Linked DNA regions of Sus scrofa: region 2 is linked to region 1. Evidence: chromatin contacts called from public HiChIP or PLAC-seq data. All regions are on one chromosome and are shown on one strand. The core of a region is the stretch at or near the end of the contact, and the rest is flanking DNA. Distances in the headings are between cores, read along the strand shown. Region 1 holds the start of DIS3L (DIS3-like exonuclease 1). Region 2 holds the start of ZWILCH (protein zwilch homolog).

Region 1 (6,313 bases), core at 1,352-3,851:
AGGGCTCTTTGCTTCTGCCAATCAACAGCCACCTTTCAGAGAGGACTGATTCCATTAACCTGAAACCTGGAGAAAGAATACAGAATGGAACCTACAGGCACCCACACAACATCCTGTTGTTTGTAGTCACTGGGATTTTGGAGTTGTGTATTACCGTAGCATAACCTAGTTTATTTTGACTGATGAAGAAATATATTTTCAGGCAAGAGGCATCAGATGGTCTGTGAGGTAAACAAATCAACAAAAAGGCATTCTTATCCACTGTATGTAGATCACCAGTTCTAAGAACTAAGGGAGGAGTTCCCGTCGTGGCGCAATGGTTAACGAATCCGACTAGGAACCATGAGGTTGCAGGTTCGGTCCCTGCCCTTGCTCAGTGGGTTAACGATCTGGCATTGCCGTGAGCTGTGGTGTAGGTTGCAGACGCGGCTCGGATCCCGTGTTGCTGTGGCTCTGGCGTAGGCCGGTGGTTACAGCTCCGATTCAACCCCTAGCCTGGGAACCTCCATATGCTGCGGGAGCGGCCCAAAAAATAGCAAAAAGACAAAAAAAAAAAAAAAAAAAAGAACTAAGGGAGCATGCTTTTAAGAGCATAATTTGTACACTATTGCTGCAATGCAAGCAAAAGAAGTGCTTGATGGGCCTTGGATTTATTTTAAATGCTGATAAAATCAACATTCAATAAAGCCTTAGACACACTCTCTTCCTTATAAGATCATCAGTCCCAGCTGAAAGTTTAAAGCTACGAAAGGCTAAAGAGAGAACTTAAAGGCATGTAATCAGAAGAGAAAAATGGAGTTCCTATTGTGGCTCAGCATGTTATGAACCTGACTAGTATCCATGAAGATGTGGGTTCAATCCCTGGCCTCCCTCAGTGGATTAAGGATCCAGCATTGCTGTGAGCTGTATTGTAGGTCACGGACGCAGCTCGGATCTCATGTGGTTGTGGCTGTGATGTAGGCTGGCAGCTGCAGCTCCGATTTGACCCCTAGCCTGGGAACTTCCACATGCCGCAGGTGCAGCCAAAAAATTCAAAAAAAGAAGAGAAATGAAAATGGGAGAGCTTCGGAGGAAATTGTGGGCAGCTGTCAGAAGCATTTTACATAGGGGGCAAATCCTATTTTCTGTCTTCTGGGATCACTAGAACTGACCTCTTGAATCAGGAACAGCTTCCTGCACAGAAGGTTGCCTTGTGAGCCCTCCTAGTGCTCTGGCCTGTGGACCAGCACTGTAATGTTCTCCTAACCTGTGCAATTCCATCTCGGATCTCACATCGTCCCACACTGCAGATAAATTGAGTAAAAATACAATGAGTAAAGGACCATGACTTTTTAATATGTTCCCCTAGAGAAGGTAATCAAACAGAATGCCCTGGTTCTGCTCACTTTAGCAATGCAGGAAGCTCCAATATATCCAGCCAGCTGGTTGAGCTGCCTTAACTAGAGCTCAACAAGTAGACCATCAACTCCTTAGATAAAAGAGCTATATTTCATTCATCTATGGATAGCATAGTAATTAGTGAAGAGCCTACTTTGGATTCAGCCAGATCCTGACTTGAATATTGATTCTACAAGTTAACAACTGGGTAATCTTGGCCACTTAACCTCTTCAATCCTGTTTCATCATCTGTAAAATGGGAATAATTATGCCCAACTCTACTGACTTGTGGCAGTTAAATGTGACGCTTCTTTGTAAAGCTTCTTGGAGCAGCTCAAAAGTGTCGAGAGCTTGGAGGTAGAGTGGACAACCAAGGGTGTGTGATCACAGAAAAGACTGTGTTAGTATCCAGCAAATTTAAAGGAGAAATCTTTTGCCAGAGGCTGCAAATGCTCTCATGTTGAGGTTGAATGGATAACGTTTACCTCAAGGGAAGGAGGGATTGATTTCCATTTTTATCTGCATTGTTTGAATTTTTATATAGATTAAAAATACATGAAATTTAAAATGAATACAGCTTTTTAAAGAGGAAAAAAATGTTTAGCTGGCAGGGTTCCTGGCTTATTTGCTCAGTCTTTTAGTTCTTCCAGGGATGGCAAGAGCAAGAACAGAAAACACAAATAATTATATTAATACAAAACACTAATAATTATCCGTATCAATAAGGCGGCCCTATTCCCATATGGACCAGAGGGTAGAATAATAGTTCTCTACAGTTGTACCAAACCTTCACAAGACTAAACTACTTCCATTTACAATGGGTTCCAACCTACCACAGTTCCACTTAAAATCTGTGTACTTTACCATGGTGTGAAAGTGACACCCACATGGAATTTTTATCTTTTCTGGGCTAGCCATATGCCACAGGACACTCCAGTGATGCTGAGCAGCCACTGAGTCCCAGCTCCCTGGACAGTCCGAGATCACGAGGGGTACAATCGATACACTTATAAACATTTCGTGTTTCACCTTCAGTACAGCATTCAATAATTACATAACATTCAACATTGTCATAAAATAGGCTTGTAGATGATTCTGCCCAACCGTAAGCCAAAGTAAGTGTTCTGAGCGGGTCTAAGGTAGGCTAAGCTTAAACCCAAGCTATGTTGGGTAGACTAAGGGTGTTAAATGAACTTTCGACTTGGGTTTATCAGGACGTAACGCCACCGTCAGTGGAGGAAGACCTGTATTAACTTTGTCTCCCTTAAGTCTTCTGCGTGGTTTCCGCCCCTCCCAGGCATTTCCACCCCAGTACGATTGTAGGGAGGGGAGAAACTGAGGCGGGGTTGAGGGAGCCTGCGGGCCCGGCTGGAGCACCCACCCCGCGGGCCTCCTGCTCTCAACCCGGGACGCGGGCCATTAGGGCGGTTTCCCTCCGGAGCCCAGAGGGCTCAGGCCGCCGCCAGTAAGGCCGGCCGGCTGGGAGCCCCGCGAAGAGGGGCCGAGGGGGCGGGCCCGAAGCCTCGGCCTCGCCTCCGCCCGCGCAGCGCTGCGCCCGCGGCTTCCCGGCCGCTCGTTCGGGGCGGCCTCCCGGAGCCCGGAGCTCTGCCCGGGGAGCGTCACCACCATGCTGCAGAAGCGAGAGAAGGTGCTGCTCCTGAAGACCTTCCAGGGCCGGACGCTGCGGATCGTGCGGGAGCATTACCTGCGGCCCAGCGTGCCCTGCAACAGCCCGCTCTGCCCTCAGCCCGCCTCCTGCCACAACGGTCAGGGCCCGGCGGGAGCGCGGGCGGTCGGGGCCGGGAGGGAGCTAGGGCGGCAGGACGGGTTCGGCAGAGCGTCGGCCTTGAGGCTCAAGGGCGCGGCCCAGAGGCGGAGCGCGGGGCCGCGGTGGCGCGGAGTCCGAGGCCCTCGGGCCTCCTCCCGCCTCCAGGCTTACCCCCGGGCCGGGCTGCGGGTCGGGCACGAGGGGCCGGAAGCTTCCGGTCTTTCCACACCGACTCCCGACTGTTCGGCCCCAGAAAATGGAAGGGCTGAGAGGCCAGCGCCCTCGCCGCGCAGAGGCCGGGGGTTGGGGCTTTCTGAGCCTGGGGGCGCTGGAGCCGGGCGGCTCTTGCTCCCCAGCTCGCGCTGGTGAAATGGGAAGGTCCCGGGCTGGGGGCCCCCAGCTGTGCGAGCCTGGTGGGGGGAGCTGACGCTGCCGCTGCTCATTGTATATTTCTTTGCTTTGCTCCCCACACATTTTCTGACCTGCCAGCACCGAGGCCTCAGAAGGTTATCCGGTGGAGAGCCCTCTTCACTGTAAGACTTGCGGCTCATCAGGGCCCGCGCACCGGAAGGTCACGAGGAAATTGGGTTGGGGTGGGCCTTCCACCACGCCTTCCTCCACATGATGTCTAGGCCGCGCAGGTGGCCAGTTTAATGGTGGAGGTTCCTGGTTCTCTTCCCTGAAGTGGGAGAGGAGCGTGGTCGTCCTTTTCAGCGAATATTTGGGATCCTTAGCTAATGGTTAAGGTGAACATTTCAATTACCACTTGGCTATCCACCTTGGACCCACGGGCTGGGTGGAAATCCCACCACTGTGCCTGCTTGCACTGAGCATCTTTTCTAGTCAATTCAATTTCTCTGGCTCTTGGAGACTTCTGAGCACCTTCACAAGATTGAGACAGACCCAGTTTGAAATGGCTGTGCCTAAACAGCGATTAACATGTATATTTGGGGAGCCCCACTTGAATGGGAGTGTAGGGCAGTGAGTTAACACAGAGATATATTCAGGTTATGCTGAAGATTTGCTTGCTTGCATGTGTGTTGTTTTTTTTTCAATCCGTCGTCTTCTACACCCCTGGCAACACCATAAACCACATTGAGCTTTTATTTATCACAGCTTCAGAAAAAATGAAGGTGCTGAATTTACCTGAATGTTTGGCCTCTACCCAGGTAGATTTGTCTTGTCTTGAAAACTTCACGGTGTAGTTAAGATTGGGAGTTGTTTTGCACACCTGGAGTGACATCCAAATAAACCAGGTTTGCGAACGTCGTCTAATCTCTCACATTTTGAATTATGCTTCAGATGGAAAACTCTTGTCTAGTGATGTGACTCATTACATGATCCCAGATTGGAAAGTTGTGCAAGATTATCTCGAGATCCTTGAATTTCCTGAATTGAAGGGAATTATTTTCATGCAAACTGCTTGTCAAGCTGTGCAACATCAAAGAGGCCGGAGGTATCTGTTATTTATTTATTTATTTATAGAGAGGATTTTTTTTCCCCTTTAGAAAAGGTCCCTTGGTGGCAGAGGAGGGGGGAATTCATTATTTTTGTCAGAAAGGACTTTTTGAACTAATTTGGCATTCTCTTTGCTAGTGAGGAATGCAGTAACATTATTTTATATTTCTGCTTCAACACCTGGCCAAAAGATGCGACTGTAGATCAATAAACTGCAGTGTCCCCAGGATGTGGGTATTTAAGATTCTTGGCTTTTGGTTTGCATTTTTAAAGTAGCAGAGCTATTGCTTATTTCTTGTTGGAAACGGGTGTTATTTAATCTTCTTATTTATAGATACATTATTTCAGAAGCTTACGTTTTATTCCTCCTGGGGGAAAAGAAAGTGTTCTTAAATTTTAGGCTCCCTTATTGTGGAGTTAAATTGTACTGGTGGTGATTTATTCAGTGAAACCAGAAATAACTTGTTTTTATTTTTAGATTACTAGTATAACCAGCAACCATAGAAACTGTGTTTGCTAAAAAAAAAGGATTTCTTATTGAAATCAGCCTAAAATGCTTGCCTTGTATCTAAATGAAGAACAGTTGTTCACCTTTTAAACATGAATACAGTAAAAAAATGGTTTTCCTTCTTTTAACATTGGGAAACGATTGATGATTTGCACTTGAAGACTGTAGGGAAATAGTGTATTAGAATTACACATCCAATCTCTTAACACCCAAGTTAAGCAAAAATTATGTGTTTATCCTTTTTTAAATGTTGTGGTTTCTTCAGATCTTGGTAGTAAAAGATGAAGTGTGTTTACTTGTGTATGAAAATGCTAAGTTGTCCTTATTTTATGCTGAGTTCATAAAAATATGCATTAACTAGGTTTTTCAGATAGAATATTTTTATATGAGCTTGAAGTTGATTTTGTTCAGACACAAAGATATAGACGTTTATATACACCCAGGTTTAAATGCTGCTCCAGGTGTCGTATTTCAATTTCTGCTACTAAAATCAATTTGTTGTTATTATTCAGGTGGCTAACATACTGCCAAGCATTTTCAATTTCTGTTTTCTAAAATATTTTTAATATTAAGGATTGTTTTAAAAACCAATTCCTGGGACATTCAGAAGTAAAGAATTGGAATTTAAATGTCTTTCTTCCTGAACATTTCAAAAGTTGTTAACTTGATGGAAAACTATTGGTTTTCCACTGCCTTACAGTGTCTGTGAATATGCTAAATGTGAAAACAAAGGCTGAGGTGTTATGGACCGGGCCCCACAGGATAACACCCTGGTTTTCCCATTTGGTGAGCACTTTTTGAGCTCCTACTTCCAGGCTTCCAGGAGTATAAAAAGAAGTCTCGGTCCCTCTCTCCACAAAACTGTTACCTTGTTGAGGTTAGACTCAAGAAACAAGAAGGTGGAGTTCCCGACGTGGCACAGTGGTTAACGAATCCGACTAGGAACCATGAGGTTGCGGGTTCGATCCCTGCCCTTGCTCAGTGGGTTAACGATCCGGCATTGCCGTGAGCTGGGGTGTAGGTTGCAGACGTGGCTTGGATCCTGCGTTGCTGTGGCTCTGGCATAGGCCGGTGGCTACAGCTCCGATTCGACCCCTAGCCTGGGAACCTCCATATGCCGTGGGAGCGGTCCAAGAAATAGCAAAAAAAAAAAAAAGAAAGAAACAAGAAGGTAATTATGACATACCTTGGACAAATGGAAG
Region 2 (6,313 bases), core at 2,460-4,959, 170 kb after region 1:
CATTCCAGGCCTTAAGCTTCTTCAGAAGCAGAACAGCCTCCTTGGTTTTTTTGTAGCTTTCAACTTTATCTTCAACCACCAAAGGAAGTTCAGGAACTTCCTCAATCCGATGACCTGACAAAGCCAATTAACGCAGACGTGGTTACCCCAATTCCTTTGATAAGTTGCATCAAACTCACAAAATCAAAATGGTATACAATCTGCCAAATCAGAATTCTCACAAATATCATGTTTTTCAGAAACACGGACCAATGAAGTGGAATCTCATCATTTTGACAGTTGTATCAATATACCAAATCACTGTATTTGAATTACTCCCCTAGGTACAAAGTATTCATTAATGACTGAGTTTTTAGACTGAAGTGGTCATAACTAGTATTTAGCAGAGGGAAATTTAGCCAGGCCCTCTAAGATGAAGAGAATTTATACAAGGTATCAACACCAATGAAAACTTTCAGGTGAAGGAAAAAAGGAGCATTTCATACAACTCATAGAAAATAAAATATCACAAACCTTTAGACATGACCAGCGCTGGTAAGGCTGAGGCAGCCAGTGCAGAGCAGATGGCATATCGCTTCTGTGTTGTGTTCACTCTGCGATGCCAACGTCGCCAGGTCTTGGTTGGCGCAAACATGCGGCCCCCACGACACATCTATGTTCCCAGTTAAGAATTACATTTCTCAAATTTTAGCAATTAAGAACAGGTTATGCCTTGCTCAGTAGGAGTTTTCGTCACCCTTCTGAACCAGCTTACTGACAGCAGGCAACTGTCGCTGAGAACAGAGTAAGGCGCAAATTACGACATCATTGCAAGCAAAACATAATGTTGCATCTGTTATCGTTAACCTGGACTCTTCAATATTTTGGACATTTTTTAAAAAAATCTTTTTGCCATTTCTTGGGCCGCTCCCACGGCATATGGAGGTTCCCAGGCTAGGGGTCCAATCGGAGCTGCGGCCGCCAGCCTACACCAGAGCCACAGCAACGCAGGATCCGAGCCACGTCTGTGACCTACACCACAGCTCATGTCAACGCCGGATCGTTAACCCACTGAACAAGGGCAAGGATCAAACCTGCAACCTCATGGTTCCCAGTCGGATTCGTTAACCACTGCGCCACGACGGGAACTCCTTGAACATATTTTTAAACCACTAACATGAATAAAGCAGGTCCAGGCTGCTAAATGCCACAAGAGCTGACCAGTCTAGGTAGTGAAACAAAGGATACATTTCCAAAAGCACCCTGGCCAGAACGGTGAGTCCCACCACCTCGAACCCTGGGAATTCGAGCCACAGCTCTGCCAGTACCCCAAGACTCAGCACTGGTTTGATGACCTGAAATTGTGAAGAAACACAAGTTTCAGCTACCCAACCACACTAGTCTATGACTATGCTATTAGCAAACAGCATCAGAACATCCAGGAAAATCATGTGGTTCAGAAACACGGACCAACGGAGTGGAATTTCATCATTGCTGTTTTAAAATACCAACCCATGAAACCCCTAAATCCATACCTGCTAATTCACTGACAGCATATGGCTGTCTGTTGTTTTTGCGCAGGTTGGTGTGAACAAAGTTCACGATGTCTGGTCGAATGGGAGCCTTGAACACAGCAGGCAAAGTGACATTTTTGCCAGATGACTCCCCTTTTTCTGAGTACACTGATATCAGTGGACGAGCACACGCCTGAGAAAAAGGAAAATATTTATATTGACAAGCAACAGAGGCACTCTTCTCACATGTCAACAAAAGCATTAACTACTGTTACAGAAGAGACTGGAGTTTGACTAGGAAGTAATGCTAAAACCAAAAACAGAGGCTAAGTTACTAACACACCATCAGGTCTATTAACATCAATATACATTTGAAGGACACTTAGATTCTTAAGTTCTGCCACAGAAATTTCACTGTTTTCAAAGAGAATGCTTTATATTAAAACTTCCAAACCAGGCCTTAGAAAGCAAACTCATCAAAATCATACATCACAAGGTTTGAAAATGCAGTTTAATGCCACCATTCAAATTTGTTCATCCCAAATATAAGCAAATTTGATCTAACAGAGCTCTATTCCAAATATCCATCCTTGCTTCCTTCATCCCATTCCAAAAACATCTTCCAAAACTTACTAGTAAAAACGCCAGTCATGTTACTTTTTACATAATCTTCTCCAAGGACTTACTCCCTCAAAGTTAACTAAGACTCTGAGGATGACCCACACCAGCCACCTGTTAACCTCAACTCCCATACTCTCTTCCAGATACTCAGACCTACCTCAGAGATATCCCCCTCCTGCCTCAGAGTTAACAAGTCTTCTTAAAGATACCCTCCCCCATACCTACACTTCAGGCCACTTTGAAGGTTTCTCAGATCACTGAAGCCCAACTACTGCCTCCTCTCTCATTGCCTATGATTACATCATTTAATGCCACCAAACATTACAATCCATTTTGTCCAACTCAATTACAACGGATGCATCATAAGGATAGTGCTTTCTGACTGTTTTGTTCACTCAACTCCCCAGGACACATGGTGCATGCAGACTGTATTTGTGGAAATGCAACTTCTAAGCCAAAAGGACCAGAACGCTTTCAGAGGCAGATCTTAAGCTGACACACAATTAATTCACTCTGCGGTACTAACATCGCCAGATCTTGGTTGGCGCAAACATGAGGCCCCCACGACACATCTATTTTCCGAGTTAAGAATCTCATTTCTCAAACTTTAGTAATTAAGAACAGATTATGCCTTGCTCAGTAGAATTTTCGTCACCCTTCTGAACCAGCTTACTGACAGCAGGCAACTGTCGCTGAGAACAGAGTAAGACGCAAATTACGCCATCATTGCAAGGAAAACCTAGTATCAAACCATCCTTTATATTGAGCATAAACATTTTAAGACCCTTACCATGAATAAACTAGGCTCAATTTACTAAATGCCACAAGAGCTAGCCAATCTAGGCAGTGAAACAAAATATTTTTCTTAAGGAAATTTCTCAAAAGAGATAAATGTTCCTTGCTTAACAGCTCACGGAGATACAAGGACCCAAACTAACTCTTTCACCCAGACTGTTTTAGGCCCCGAGAATTTCCAAGTCTTCAGCGGAACCAATGCCTTCTAAGATCGAAGGAAAGATCGGATTCCAAAGGTCCCTCTGCGCCCGAGAACTATCTGGGGAGGATTCTCCGGAGTCGCTTCCAGGCGCGCCGGGCGCCGACTCGCACACGTTGCCTCTAAGATGGCTGCCATAGAGCCGCGCTACCCAGGTCCCAGCCGCAAACAGACGACTTTAGCCCCCATCATTTGTTCCCGCCTTGAAGACCTCATGCCCTGAAACCCCAAACCCATTCCTGCCAGGCCCATTGAGCAGAAAATAAGCCCAACCGAGAAGAACTCCACTCACCATGGTGGGGAGAGGAGAAGGCCACGCTCCTCTCAACCCGGCGGCTCCCACAGGAAAAGGAAGTGCTTAGCACTCTCACTCTATATGTAATCTTCAACTCGTCCCCCACCTTGCCCCGTCTCAGAACCGATTCAGGGACACAAAATATCTCTCTACGACTCTACATAAATAAAAAAGTAGAGTATTATTTCTGAATAGGTGTCAAATTGCGGTTTCTATTAATTTTCAAAGCCAAAAGAGCTCTTACAACCGAGGGACTCTTTTTCGCGGAGTAATCCACAAGGGGGCGTGGCCAATTCTCGCGAGATCAGTATCTTTTTCCCCGAAACCGCTAAAACTTATTTTAACTTTTTCTTACGGGAATGGAAAACTATTGGGACAGGAAAAGCCGCGGTGTGTTATAAAACAAAAGTTTAACTTTGTGAACAAACGAGAGCTTTTGGGGGTGGGGTAAAAGTAGTTCTGGAGGGGGGGTCATGACCCCGGACGTCAGCGTCGGGCGCGTATTTCAGATTGGCGGTTCCGGTTCGGCAGTGCGACGGGTGCAAGATGTGGTTGCGAATGAACCAAGCTGCTGAAGAGTTTTACGCTCTTCTCCTGAAGTGAGTTATAACCCTTGCTTTTGGCTTGGCTCTGAGCACAGCACCTCTTCCTCGGGGTATCTCATTTCTCCCCCCAATCCTCTAGACGCAGCCTTGGGGATTAACGCCTCGCCTGTTTCCAGCGGCGCGAATGTTGCCGCCTAGTCAGCTTTCCTGGGGTCTGGGAGCTGAGGAGAGGTTTGTTATCTGCTCCATTGTGGGGATTGGCCCTGTGGGGCTTGCTTGTAGTCTTGTTTTAAAAAAAAAACATCTGTACGCTGTCACTCGAGGTGGAAGGTGACAGGTTTTCCAAGAGGCGAGTTATTCTGATAAACACACACACTCGTGGTGTTAGAGGCACCTGTCAGGATATGGAGCACTAGATGTTGATATCCTTCATCTCTTTAAAGCCTTGCTAGTGTGAAACGTGTTGTTATAGTCTATTCAGGATAGAAATTATGAAAGGAACAACAGCTAGAATGCTATAGTGATCGTGTGTCGGCCCTTTAAAGCATCTTTATTTCACAGTGCTCGAAGACCTCATTTTATTTTTAGAGTGAAGTACCAGTACCAAAGGAGATTCCATCCAGTTCTGTCTACATCCAAAGTAAAAATCTAGTCCGGTAGTTCTCAAATTTGAGCTTGTGTCAGAATCACCTGGCGGGTTGCCAAAACAGATTGCTGGGCCTACTTTTAGGGTTTCTGATTTAGTAAGTCTGGGTGGGATCTGTAAAGAATTTGCGTTTTTGCTGTAATCTAACCCCTTATTTTCTAAGTGCCATACTTTTTCATTGTTTATTGCTTTTTTTTTACTGCTTACAGAAGTGGTAGTGCTTGTCGATTTTTTTCAACATTATAGAAAGAGCTGTAGCTTTTTTAGCTGTGGTGTAAGCCGACGGCTACAGCTCCGGTTCAGCCCTTAGCCTGGGAACCTCCATATGCCACGGGTGCGGCCCTAAAAAAAAAAGTCAAAGTGAGGCAGTCACAGGTGTACTTTTTATTTCAGTGAGTCATAGAGTACATCAAATAAAAAATGGTATCTTTTTTTCCACTCTTTTTCCTTTATTTTTTCTTTTGTTATTATTAAAGTATAGTTGATTTACAATGTTTTGTCAAGTTCTGTTGTACAACAAAATGACCCAATCACACACAGTTCCCTGTGCTGTACAGTAGGATCCCATTGCCCATCCATTCCAAATATAACAGTTTGCATCCAAAAAACCCCCCAAAATGCCCATCCATCCCACTCCCTTCCCTTTCCCCTTTGTGAACTCCAAGTCTGCTCTTCTTGGCCATGTTCTTGTTTCCGTTTGTTTGTTTGTTTTTTAGATAGGATCATCTGTACCATATTTTAGATTGCACAAATAAGTGATATCATATGGTATTTTCTTTTTCTTTCTGGCTTACTTCACTTTGTATGAGAAGCTGTAGATTCATCCATGTTGCTGCAAATGACATTAGTTTGTCTTTTTTATGGTTGAGTAATATTCCCTTGTATACATGTACCACATCTTAATCCAGTCATCTGTTGATGGACATTTAGGCTGTTTTCATGTCTTGGCTATTGTGAATAATGCTGCAGTGATCATAGGGATGCATGCGTCTTTTTCAGTGAAAGTTTTTGTCCAGATAAATCCCCAGCAATGGAATTGCTGGATCATATGGTAGCATCATAGTTTTCTGATGTACCTTCATATTGTTTTCCATAGTGGTTGTACAGTTTACATCTTCACCAACAGTGGAGGAGGGTACCTTTTTCTCCACACTCTCTCCAGCATTTATTTGTTGACTTGTTAATGATGGCCATCTGACTGGTGTGAAGTGGTACCTCATTTTAGTTTTGATTTGCATTTCTTTAATAATTAGTGGTATTGAGCATTTCTTCATATGCCTTTTGGCTATCCGTATGTCTGCTTTGGAGAAGGTCTTTTGCCCGTTTTTCATTTGGGTTGTTTGTTTTTTTGTTGTTGAGTTGCCTGAGTTGTTTGTATATTTTGGAGATGAGGCCCTTGTCTGTTGCATCATTGGCAAAGATTTTCTCCCATTCTGTGGGTTGTCTTTTTCTTTTTTTTTAAATGCTTTCCTTTGCTGTCCAAAAGCTTTTGAGTTTGATTAGGTCCCATTGGTTTATTTGTGTCTTTATTGTCATTATTCTAGGAGGTGAATCAAACAAGATATTGCTGTGATTTATGTCAAAGAGCATTCTGTCTATGCTTTCCTCTAGGGAGTTTTATAGTGTCTGGCCTTATATTTGGGTCTTTAATCTATTTTGAGTTTATTGTTGTATATGTTAGATAGTGTTCTACTTTCATTCTTTTACATGTAACTTTCC

What was found. HiChIP or PLAC-seq counts read pairs in DNA pulled down with a chosen protein or histone mark.
Region 2: a contact with region 1 is called in an H3K27ac HiChIP or PLAC-seq map of alveolar macrophages. The contact joins the promoter of ZWILCH here to the promoter of DIS3L in region 1. A contact is called at or near these places in 2 of 47 Hi-C or Micro-C datasets (heart right ventricle and liver) and 1 of 2 datasets of contacts at active chromatin or transcription factors (alveolar macrophages).

What each region holds. Positions count from the first base shown.
Region 1 is chr1:164,307,519-164,313,831 of Sscrofa11.1, forward strand. DIS3L (DIS3-like exonuclease 1) reads left to right here and starts at 2,602. Exons shown (of 17, transcript XM_021100270.1): 1 at 2,602-3,143; 2 at 4,448-4,601. The coding sequence starts at 3,005. LOC110261940 (a long non-coding RNA gene) reads right to left here and starts at 4,278. Exons shown (of 3, transcript XR_002346351.1): 1 at 3,628-4,278.
Region 2 is chr1:164,478,076-164,484,388 of Sscrofa11.1, forward strand. It overlaps ZWILCH (protein zwilch homolog), which reads left to right and starts at 3,710. Exons shown (of 19, transcript XM_021100319.1): 1 at 3,710-4,002. The coding sequence starts at 3,950. RPL4 (60S ribosomal protein L4) reads right to left here and starts at 3,690. Exons shown (of 10, transcript XM_005659862.3): 1 at 3,401-3,690; 2 at 1,515-1,686; 3 at 1,228-1,334; 4 at 514-652; 5 at 1-114. The coding sequence starts at 3,403.